2 separate regions of the Oryzias latipes genome follow, and region 1 is linked to region 2. A link is a contact called in public Hi-C data. All regions are on one chromosome and are shown on one strand. The core of a region is the stretch at or near the end of the contact, and the rest is flanking DNA. Distances in the headings are between cores, read along the strand shown.

Region 1 (4,739 bases), core at 623-3,122, 140 kb after region 2:
CTGTAAATGATAGATATTCACATGAATTAAACAGCAGAAAGCCCGGTTAGTCGGAGTGTCGACATCTAACCCGTAAATCCTCTCTGGCGTGGATGTTTGCCTTGTTAAACACATGTTAGCGGGGAAGAGTATCAATTGGGCCTCAGACTGAAACCTTCAGAGGAATGGAGCTCATTGGCCATCAAACTGATAAACAAGCCTGTGACACAATGTGGAAACACTGATCCCATTCAGAGATCCCATCTCATTTTGCGCGCCAGGCAAATCTCACACGTATAAAACAAATTCCTTGTGGTCAGGGAGGGATAGTGAACTTTCATTGGGTAACATTGGCTGTTTAGTGGAATATTCGTCCGTCTCTCTGGCTTCTCTTCACATCCACAAAAAGTTTGGAAGTCTGGGCGAGATTAGGCAACTGGTGCCAGTGCGGCTTTGTCTCTGCTGTCCCCAAAATATCACGTCAGGAAGTGGACAGGGTTTTCTCCCAGGGTAGAGCCTTGACCCTCTCATCTGCTGAGTTCCTGCTGAACTCTTCAATAGATGAAAAGGGGAAATCAAGAGCACACAGGCTCTAGATAAGATTCTTTTTCTTTAGAGTCTGCACACAATCTTTTTTTTTATAGATCTAAAAGTAAATAAAAATGTTTGACCATTTACTAATATCTGCCCTTTTAAATGCGTGTCTTTATTGTAATTCAATCATTGAAGGGTCTTTAAAGTACAGCTGCTGTGATGTTTTTTTTGTTTGTGTATATCTTTATGAGGTATCAGGTCTGCGGTGTGCACAGCTACAGAATTACATCAACTATCTCATTGAAAATTATTTGCCTTTTTCAGTCAGCCTTTTTTACAGCTTTTGAAAATGAAAGTTGATTAGCAAAAATGTACTTTTTGTGTTTCTAAATTTATAATAGAAAGACAATTAAAGATGAAGCTAATACAAACATTCAAAAAATATTTTTTATCACATCACATAAATATTCTAATATGTGGAATTTTTCAAAGTCTATCCAGAGTTTTTATAAATACATTTTTGTAATTTGTATATTGTTTACTATTAAACTCTTGCATCAAGCTCTGAACAGATAACTGCCATAGAATTTACTTAATTTGTTGTTTGTTAGTTAAAGTTAAGCTTTGTGTGTGTTTAAATAGAAATATTTTTTTATATAAAGTTTATTATTATTTTTTTTTTTTGGAATGTTAAGTGATGTAATTGCTAAATCATGAGACCTCAGAAACTCGTTTAGTTTCAGTCTAGGTAAGTTTAGGTTATTGTGACCCCTAATATTCTTTGATCATTTATTAAATTCAATTGGAGTTATCTAAGTGTACAGAGCTTGATGCCAAAGTTTGTTAAGAAAAACTGAAACATTAATTAAAAATACAAAAAACTGTGGGTAGGCTTGGGAAATTTGCATAGTAGGTTTAATAGATAGACTTTCTTTGGTGTGACATCCCTATCATGGTCCAGTATCAAACTTTCTATTGACAAACACGGCCATATATTTCCAAAGCTAGCTTGGTAAAAGAAAAGTAAAAATGAGGATCAATGATTCATCAGAATAGTTATATCTTGAACATAACAGGTCTACATTTAATATGTGAAAAAACGAATTAACATTCAATAAGAAAATTCATATCACACACTGCTCTCTAGTGTTGAAATGCTTAACTACAACACAGAGAGTATTTATCATTTAACACAAGGAGAACGTAAGTATTTACGGGCAAATAAACAAAGGTTTTAATTTTTCTTTAATGCTTGTTTTTTTAATGTATATTCATTTATTTAAAAAGTCTATTTTTATGTCAAAGTTTGAGTTGCGAATCTGCGGCGACGAAACAAAAGCTACGTCACTTTGTTGCAGCAGACAGGAACCCACGTGTTCCGCTGTGAGGGAAGCTCTTTGCTCCAAACCAGAAGCATCTGAGGATTTTAGTGTCTGTATTCATTGAAAATCATCAGCCCTAACAAAACCAGCTCGATTTGGGACATATTTCAAATATGTCATCCTTCAGGAAAGCCCTGAAGTCCCGGCAGAAAAACCACCATGAAAGATCTCAGGTGAGCCCTGCAGAGAGTATGTTGTGGTTAGCTTGCTAGCTAGCATCTTAAGCTAAGTTATAGTGTTTTTAAAGTGAAGTTGTGTTTTCAGAGCACATGAGCTGTAGGATGTTCGTCAAATCTATCTCTAACCCTACCCTTTTTCCGATCAGCCTGGTTTCAGGAAACATTTAGGATTGCTGGAGAAGAAGAAGGACTACAAACTCCGTGCTGAGTAAGTTGTAACATCAGTTGGGTAACTTCTAAGTATTTTTTTTGTTTTTTGTTTTACACACGTCTGAGTGAGTTGCTTTTGCTACTTTAGTGACTACCACAAGAAACAAAACACTCTTACTGCTCTGCGAAAGAAAGCTCTGGAGAAGAACCCAGATGAGTTTTATCATAAAATGATCAACGCCAAGCTGGAGGTAACCATCAGCATCATTTAACAGATTAACATAAATCCTTGACTCATTGTTTTTGCGTTGTGTTTTTGTTGAAAGGATGGAGTTCATATCATGAAGAAAGGACAGGAGGAGGTGATGACAGAGGAGCAAAAGAAAATGATGAGGACTCAGGACATTGGATATGTGGAGATGAAGAGGGTTGCAGAAACTAAGGTATGTGATCCAAACTCACCAGTCAGCCCCGAAGGACTTCATGTTATATCTCTAGCATCCCATCTTTACTTTGCATAGCTTGTAATAGGTTGATAAAGTTAATCAACCCTACAAAGCCCGGTTGGATGGCTACTGGCTTAAAAATACATCAATAAATAAATAAGTAAAGCTAACTAGTTGACCTTGATGGGGTGTTTCAGTCCACAGAAGCAATCTGATGACCTCATTAAAGGACACCTGAAAGCCCCAAAGGACATCTCCACCCCTTCCACCGTTACAAGCTTCTTGAGCTATTGTCATGGGGAAAACAATCTAAACCTATACCTTATAAATAAAGTAACGTACAACTGGTTGTATGTTATGTGCTTTAAATGTAACTATAAAATATTAAAGAATTTGTACCAGCTAACCCAAGACAGAGGGGTAAAGTCATCTAAGGATCTAAAAACAACAGAAATTCCTAAAGTGAGGTCAAAAACATGTTTATGCAAGCAGGGAGGCATTAAGTACTAGTTTGAGTTGTACAATAACCCAGCTCAGTGTAGGTAAGGTGTAGATTAGTTGAATAATACTTTCGAAATGAACTGCTTCATCAGGAAGGTTCTTAAATCACTCACATGTGCAGCATAAAGATTCAATGATCTGGGGAAGGTGGCTTTGAGAAAAAACACCATAGTTTCTGTTTTCTGTTTAGTATAACTTTAAAAAAAGTAATGCCTACAAATCTTTAATATCAGGTAAACTCAACACGTGGTGTTATAAGATCTATTGTGCAAAAAATGTTGCAAATTACTGTCCTCTCAGACTGGTGAAAATATGCAGAAAAATAAATGATAAAAAGATAAAAGTATAGAAAAAAATTGTAAAAGTGAGAATAATTACAATATACACTAATATAACTCTTCTTTATATTCCCATCTGTTCCTTCTGACAATCAGCTGATGCTCTGCAGCTGCCCCACCTCTCAGCTAATTGCATTGCAACAAAGAGAAACAAACGAGGAACTGGGAGAAACTGGAAGGTGGTAACACCCGTTCCCATAGAACCAAGTCTTTAAGCCCCCCAAAACAGAGACAGGGCATCAGCCACTACCATCATCTGCTCCACGTTTGTGTTTAATTTCCAAATTGTTCTCCTGAACCAGCAAAGCGCATCGCATGAGCCGCTGGTTGTGATTGTACATTCGGGCGAGCAACACCAAGGGATTGTGGTCTGTATATACTGCTAGCGGCATTGAGGAGCCCACGTTAACATCTAAGTGTTGTGGAGCCAGCAGAAGGGCAAGGGTTTCCTTCTCCATTGTCGAGTAGTTCAGTTGGTGTCATTTGAACTTAGCAGGCAGCGCAAATAGTGAAATTTGTTCAAGCACAGAGTCTGTGGTGGGGTCAGCGGAGGTAGAACAGGCAGGGAGTTGAGTCTCCTTACTGTCTGATAGCAATTATAACTTTCACTACATGATTAGAAATATCTGATTGTAGCATGAGAATAAAAAGTCCCATAAGGACAGAGCCTAGAGACAGGAAGTTTAAAAAACTTTTAAAAATGTGCTTAAAAAATCCTATCCTCTTACAAGAACAGAAAACCTTCACTAGTTATATGCAGTTGTAGTGACTTTTTTTAACCTTATGATAGTGATTTATCATTAATGCAAGATTCCTATTGAAATAATACAATTATGCATATTTTACCATAAACTGAGTGAACCACAGAATCCATTTCTGATACTTTTCTGTTGCACTGATGTCACCATGGGTTGTTATGGATTCATTTTCTTTTAAAATGTTTGTGTCTTTAGTTTGGAAAGGTGCGCCGAAAAGAGATATGTGGCTAAGTTGCATTTAAAAATAAAGGCTGAATTAAATGTAAACTTTTTCTGTCTTGTTTTAAACGATTAACAATTTCAAAGTACAGGATTCTTGAAGGTTCCAGAGAAAGGACAATGTAGCCACTATTCATCGGTGATGAACAGAAAATACAAAAGAGCTCTTGTCTGTTAGTTACATGACCAACCAAATTATTTTTTTTTTCCGGTCACTTAACAGTAATTGAAGATGAACGATGAATGAGATATA
Region 2 (5,010 bases), core at 1,560-4,059:
ACTTTCACCGTCGCTGATATCAGCTGAAGAAGGATATGGACCTGAATCTAATGTCTGCAGTCATAACATCGAAGAGAACTATAAACTCTGTTTTGAACCCAGAAGTACGGCTGTTATCAGTTAAAGAAGAAAGACCAACCTTGGACAATCGACAGTTATGGACCCTTTTTACTTTCCCCCTACAGCATTACTTTATTATAAAAAAAATAATAATAAAAATACAAAAAAAATATTTAAAAAAGTAAAACAAATGATTAATGACTTATTGAAAATTGTTAAATTGATTGCCTTTTAATGATTTTATTTCACTTTCTCCAAAAATTGATAAATTGATTCAAAAATCTTTCCTAATGTAGCATAATTTTGCACATGTTTTTAACTTTTGATACTTGATGAAATTTTGCTATGAAAATTCCTGAAACAGTGTTGTGTCTACTTTACTGATATAGTATTATGTTTTATTCATATGAATGGCTTTTATAAGTAACATAATCTGCATATATTTCAGATGACTGATCTGCATTTGCCATGTTGATTTCTAAAATAGTTATTTTTGACGTAATACTTAAGTAATTCATCTTTGTCATGTGCTTTATCGATATCTTATGATTTTTAATTCTGTATGATATAAACTGGGAACCGGATATTGATAAATCATGTAATAAAATGGTTACAGTATAACGGGGTGGGATTATATAAATTCGCTTCCTTCCACTCCCTTTCAAGCAATATTTATTAATATGTATAATTATCCTAAGTTTGATTAGTTACTGTATGAATGTATAACTGATGATTATATTGCTGTTGTGTATTATTTCTACTTAATTGCTTGAAATAAACCATTTCAAATAAAAAAATAAATAAAATTGTTCTGGTTCTCTGTTGTCATCTATTGTTTGTATGTTTGTACCTTGAGCCTAACGCCGACGCTGCATCAACCCAATTTCCCAAGCTGGGATCAATAAAGTATATTTATCTTAAGATCATTTTGTAAGTGATATTCTTGATTCAAATGGAGAAATTCTTCAGTTAAGAGACTTCAAAGGTAAATATGATATTGAATGCTCAACCGAGGAATTTCAGAAAACCTGCTGAGCAATTCCAATTGCTTCAATACATTTAATAAAAAATACAATATTGTCTTCCTATGTTCAAATTAAACTACCAAATTTAGTAATAGGAGAAATAAAATTTAGTGAAAAAAAACGTGATAATAAATTGCTAAACAAATCCTTTAGAGGTAAATTATACCATGACTTTAACAGAAAAGTGAAATATAAAATAACTGAGACACCTGTCACATCAGATGCTCAACTATGGAAATTCATAAAATGGCCAGTGGTTCCCAAAATTAAAGAAATGCAGTTCAAAATTATAAACAATTATTACCCATCGGCAGAGACATTGAGAAGTAGATTTGGCTTTGAGGTTGATCCGTGTGATTTCTGTCAGGTAACCCCAGAAACAACCCAACACCTGTTTTTTTCATGTCCAGACCAGTGAAAGATTCTGGCAAGATTTTCATAATTGGCTTAGTCAAAAAATTAACAACATACAATTCACAGAAAAACATATTTTGTTTTAAAACAGTAAGTTGCCAAAAGAGCCAACAAATAGTGAACATCCTCCTGATTTTGGGAAAATATATTCATAAGCAAAAGTGGAAAAAAGATCGGCCGAATTTCCTGTGTTTTAAAAATGAAGTCAGATTGTATTTATCCTCATTGAAATGTATTCACAACTCAAATTCTTTCATTGATGACATTTGTAAATCTGCTACAGAATGGTTACAAATCTAGGGTCCAGATTGTTGATTGCCTTGTATTTTAATTTATGCTGATAGTTTTTTTTATATATGTATACATTCTTGTTTTTTTTTTATCTTTGTTTTTCGTGAAGAGCTGTGCCTTGCATCATTGTGTTGTTGTGTCTGCCAGAGTTTTGTAATGAGTATATTTCAATAAAAAAAAAAATTAAAGCAAATTTTATGTCTCTAGTCTAACCTTGATTTATCAGCAAGACGGTAATAAAATATCTTAGAACAATAAACAAGATTTACTTGATACGAGTCAGATACTTATACTACTTTTGACACAAACGTGTTAAGGATTATTTGATTTACAGAAACCTCAGATCAAAACTCTTTTGGAGCAACCGGGTATCCCTTACGTTAAGTGTTTATTCCGTAACCGTCAAAAATGAAAACCGGAAGCTAGATTTTCATCAGCGAAAGTACAACAAAAAAATAATGTTGTGAATTGTTTTATATTTAGACAGTTTTACGTCATGAATCGTAGTAAAACCTTCAGACATTTACCTGCTAGCTCGTCTCCCCTGTGGACTGCGTGATCTGTGTGGCCTGCTAGTGCTACTCGGGCTCAGTTTCTCCTGCTTTATCTTCACTTCGGGCTGCCGTTCTGGAGACTCCCTTCTTCTGTCTCGCTTTTCTTTAGTCATTTTAGTTTATTTTTCCAATAAATTTGAGCTCAATTCAACCAAAACACGACACAGTAGCTAGACAAAGACAAGCCAAGATAAAAAATAAAACCTTTGATGCGTTACCAAACTTCTGGCGTTGTGAAAACAAACTTCCGTTTCCGGTGACTCAAATTAATCCCCTCGACGTGCTCCATGTGCTCCCTATTGTTGGTTCCGCCATGGCCTAATTCGTTTTAAATGGGGAAAACGTGATGTTCAAGTTTTTTTTGTCATAGACTGAAGCATTGATGACACATATACGTGTCGTATTACATAAAAAGTATTCTTAAATGAAACTTTGTTCAAATCAATATTATTTTATTTTGAAAAAGTGTCGCCATGACAACACAAACAGTGAAACGGTATTTCTAACAAAACGTGTAACTTGCTCTCTCACCTCAAAACGATGACTTCTTTTGGCGAGTCCCTCTTGAAATACGATAATCCGATATTGGTAAAAACAAAAGGAGATAAAAAATCTCAAAAGGTAAGTCTTGATGGTTAATGATCTATTTAACTGGCGCCCAGAAACTATATCAATTAAGGCTAGAAATCTCATTGTACTTCCATAATTTCTTTATTGTGGACAATGAAAGGCTACCAAATAAAATCTTCAAAAATAATAAAAGAAATTACAAAAAAATAATAATACAAATAAATGTACAATTTTCCCCCCTTTTTTTTCGTTAATAGGGACGTACTCTAACGTTGAGCAACCTTCCAGCTCCCAGCTTTGCAGCAGGTGTTCCATCTCCCCCTACACAGAATTTGGATGAAAACATTTTGCATGCCATCTTACCACCTAGGTAAAAGAAAACCTCAAAAGCTCACCTAAGCACAACGATTCAGATTTATTTATTCTAGATTCATTATTATTTATTCTTCTTCCTAAGTTATGCAGACAAACATAGACTGTGGCATGCACCAGAGCACAATGACCATCCTCAACTTTTATTTCTCAAAAGTCAAATCTGGGAAATCAAATAAAATCAGGCTTTTTTTTTGTAAAACAGATGCTTTTCATGCCATGTAACTCAAAAAACTTTAAACAACACAGTGGAACAGCTACAGTTGGAACAAATGTAGTTTTTATGTGATCCAAAGATCACCAACAAATCCTAATGTCTAACAAGGAAAAGAGGAAAGGTCCTGTAGCTCAGTGAATGTCCAACTTTCATCAACTTAAAAAGATCAAGTCTTGACAGCAAATATTGCCCACAGGTGCATTATCACACATACGTCTGCTTTTTACTTAATTCAAAAATAAAAAGCTGACACACAATCTAAGATCCCGAAAGCATCCAAAAGTTACTGTCAAATGATTTTCCAAGTAAATTCTGATTTCTTACCATTACAGAGAATGGACAGAGGGGGACCAACAGTGGGTGCAGAAAGTATCTACAGCCATTACCACGAGGAAAGATGTCATTCATCTGCAGGAGCAGCTGAACATAAAGCTAAAGCAGAAAAAGGCCAAACCAACTGGCATCTGCCCCATCCGCTGGGTTCTGTTTTCCCAGTGTTTCGGTAAGACAGCGGAGGGTCGGGACAAAGCTCATCTCCGAGTAAAAATGTGGATAGTTATGAAATATAAATGTATTATGCATCTTATTTCCTTTTTGAGATGAACTCATCAGACAGGTAACCATTGAATGTGCGGAGAGAGGTCTGCTGTTGTGCCGGGTCAGAAATGAGATGCAGATGATGATAAGAGCCTACCAAAACTTGTCTGAGAGCAGCATTGCTTTTGGGATGAGGAAATCACTGCACGGTGAGCAGGGCAAGGAAGAAACACAGAAAAAAGTAAGTTTTTTTCCCGTGTTAGTCATAAAAAAAACCTGAAAAACTCCCATTAAGTTTATGAAAAAAATGATTTATCTTAACTGAAGCAAATAATTACGTTAGATCAAAGTAAAAAAGTTTATCTTTCCAACATCCATATGTGGTCTTATCACCCTCTCATGGTGGAAAAAGTATTATCTGAGCTTTTTCATCCACTAAATCATCTTCAAATGGACACGCCATGCTGCTTCACCTCTCTGTAAACAAACTAAGCTTCAACTAAACCTGCTCCGGACCAGGTTATGTTCAGAGCATGAGTTGCCATGGTAACTTGACCTACCCTGAAACATACCTCCATTTCTGGAACCGAAAGCTGAGGTTATCAACTTTCTTAGCCTCAAACTTATCGTGGGAGCTAGCATAACCTGCTTTCTGGAATACCCCCCTGGAACCTGAGGCTCTCGAGATGCTGTACAAACGCCTATTTTATCCCCCCACTGTGGATCCTTTATTTGAATTGATATTCCATCAATTTAAACAAATAGGTTATTATTTTTGGTTCATTTGTTTTAGTTGATTAGGTTTTGACATTTCTTTTTTTTTATTTTTAACATGCCAAATTACTGAGCATCATGATGGTAAACAATCAACTTTCAGAGTTGTTTATTATTAGAATAAGCTTAAAGCGCATCTTCTCAAGTTGATGTGCAGAGGCAAATCTCCTAAATTTGAATCTACATGTTTAAATAT

The links. Hi-C and Micro-C count contacts between places; a contact is called where the count stands out from the background.
Region 1: a contact with region 2 is called in a Hi-C map of embryo, with 2.4 times the contacts expected there. The contact joins the promoter of utp11 here to the promoter of dnali1 in region 2. A contact is called at or near these places in 3 of 5 Hi-C or Micro-C datasets (embryo and fibroblasts).

Annotation. Positions count from the first base shown.
Region 1 is chr16:23,748,873-23,753,611 of ASM223467v1, forward strand. It overlaps utp11 (probable U3 small nucleolar RNA-associated protein 11), which reads left to right and starts at 1,873. Exons shown (of 8, transcript XM_004078301.4): 1 at 1,873-2,068; 2 at 2,221-2,282; 3 at 2,373-2,475; 4 at 2,551-2,667. The coding sequence starts at 2,009.
Region 2 is chr16:23,603,953-23,608,962 of ASM223467v1, forward strand. dnali1 (axonemal dynein light intermediate polypeptide 1) reads left to right here and starts at 2,810. Exons shown (of 6, transcript XM_004078299.4): 1 at 2,810-2,965; 2 at 3,172-3,284; 3 at 3,836-4,005; 4 at 4,103-4,281. The coding sequence starts at 2,885. snip1 (smad nuclear-interacting protein 1) reads right to left here and starts at 2,761. Exons shown (of 4, transcript XM_004078297.3): 1 at 2,318-2,761. The coding sequence starts at 2,457.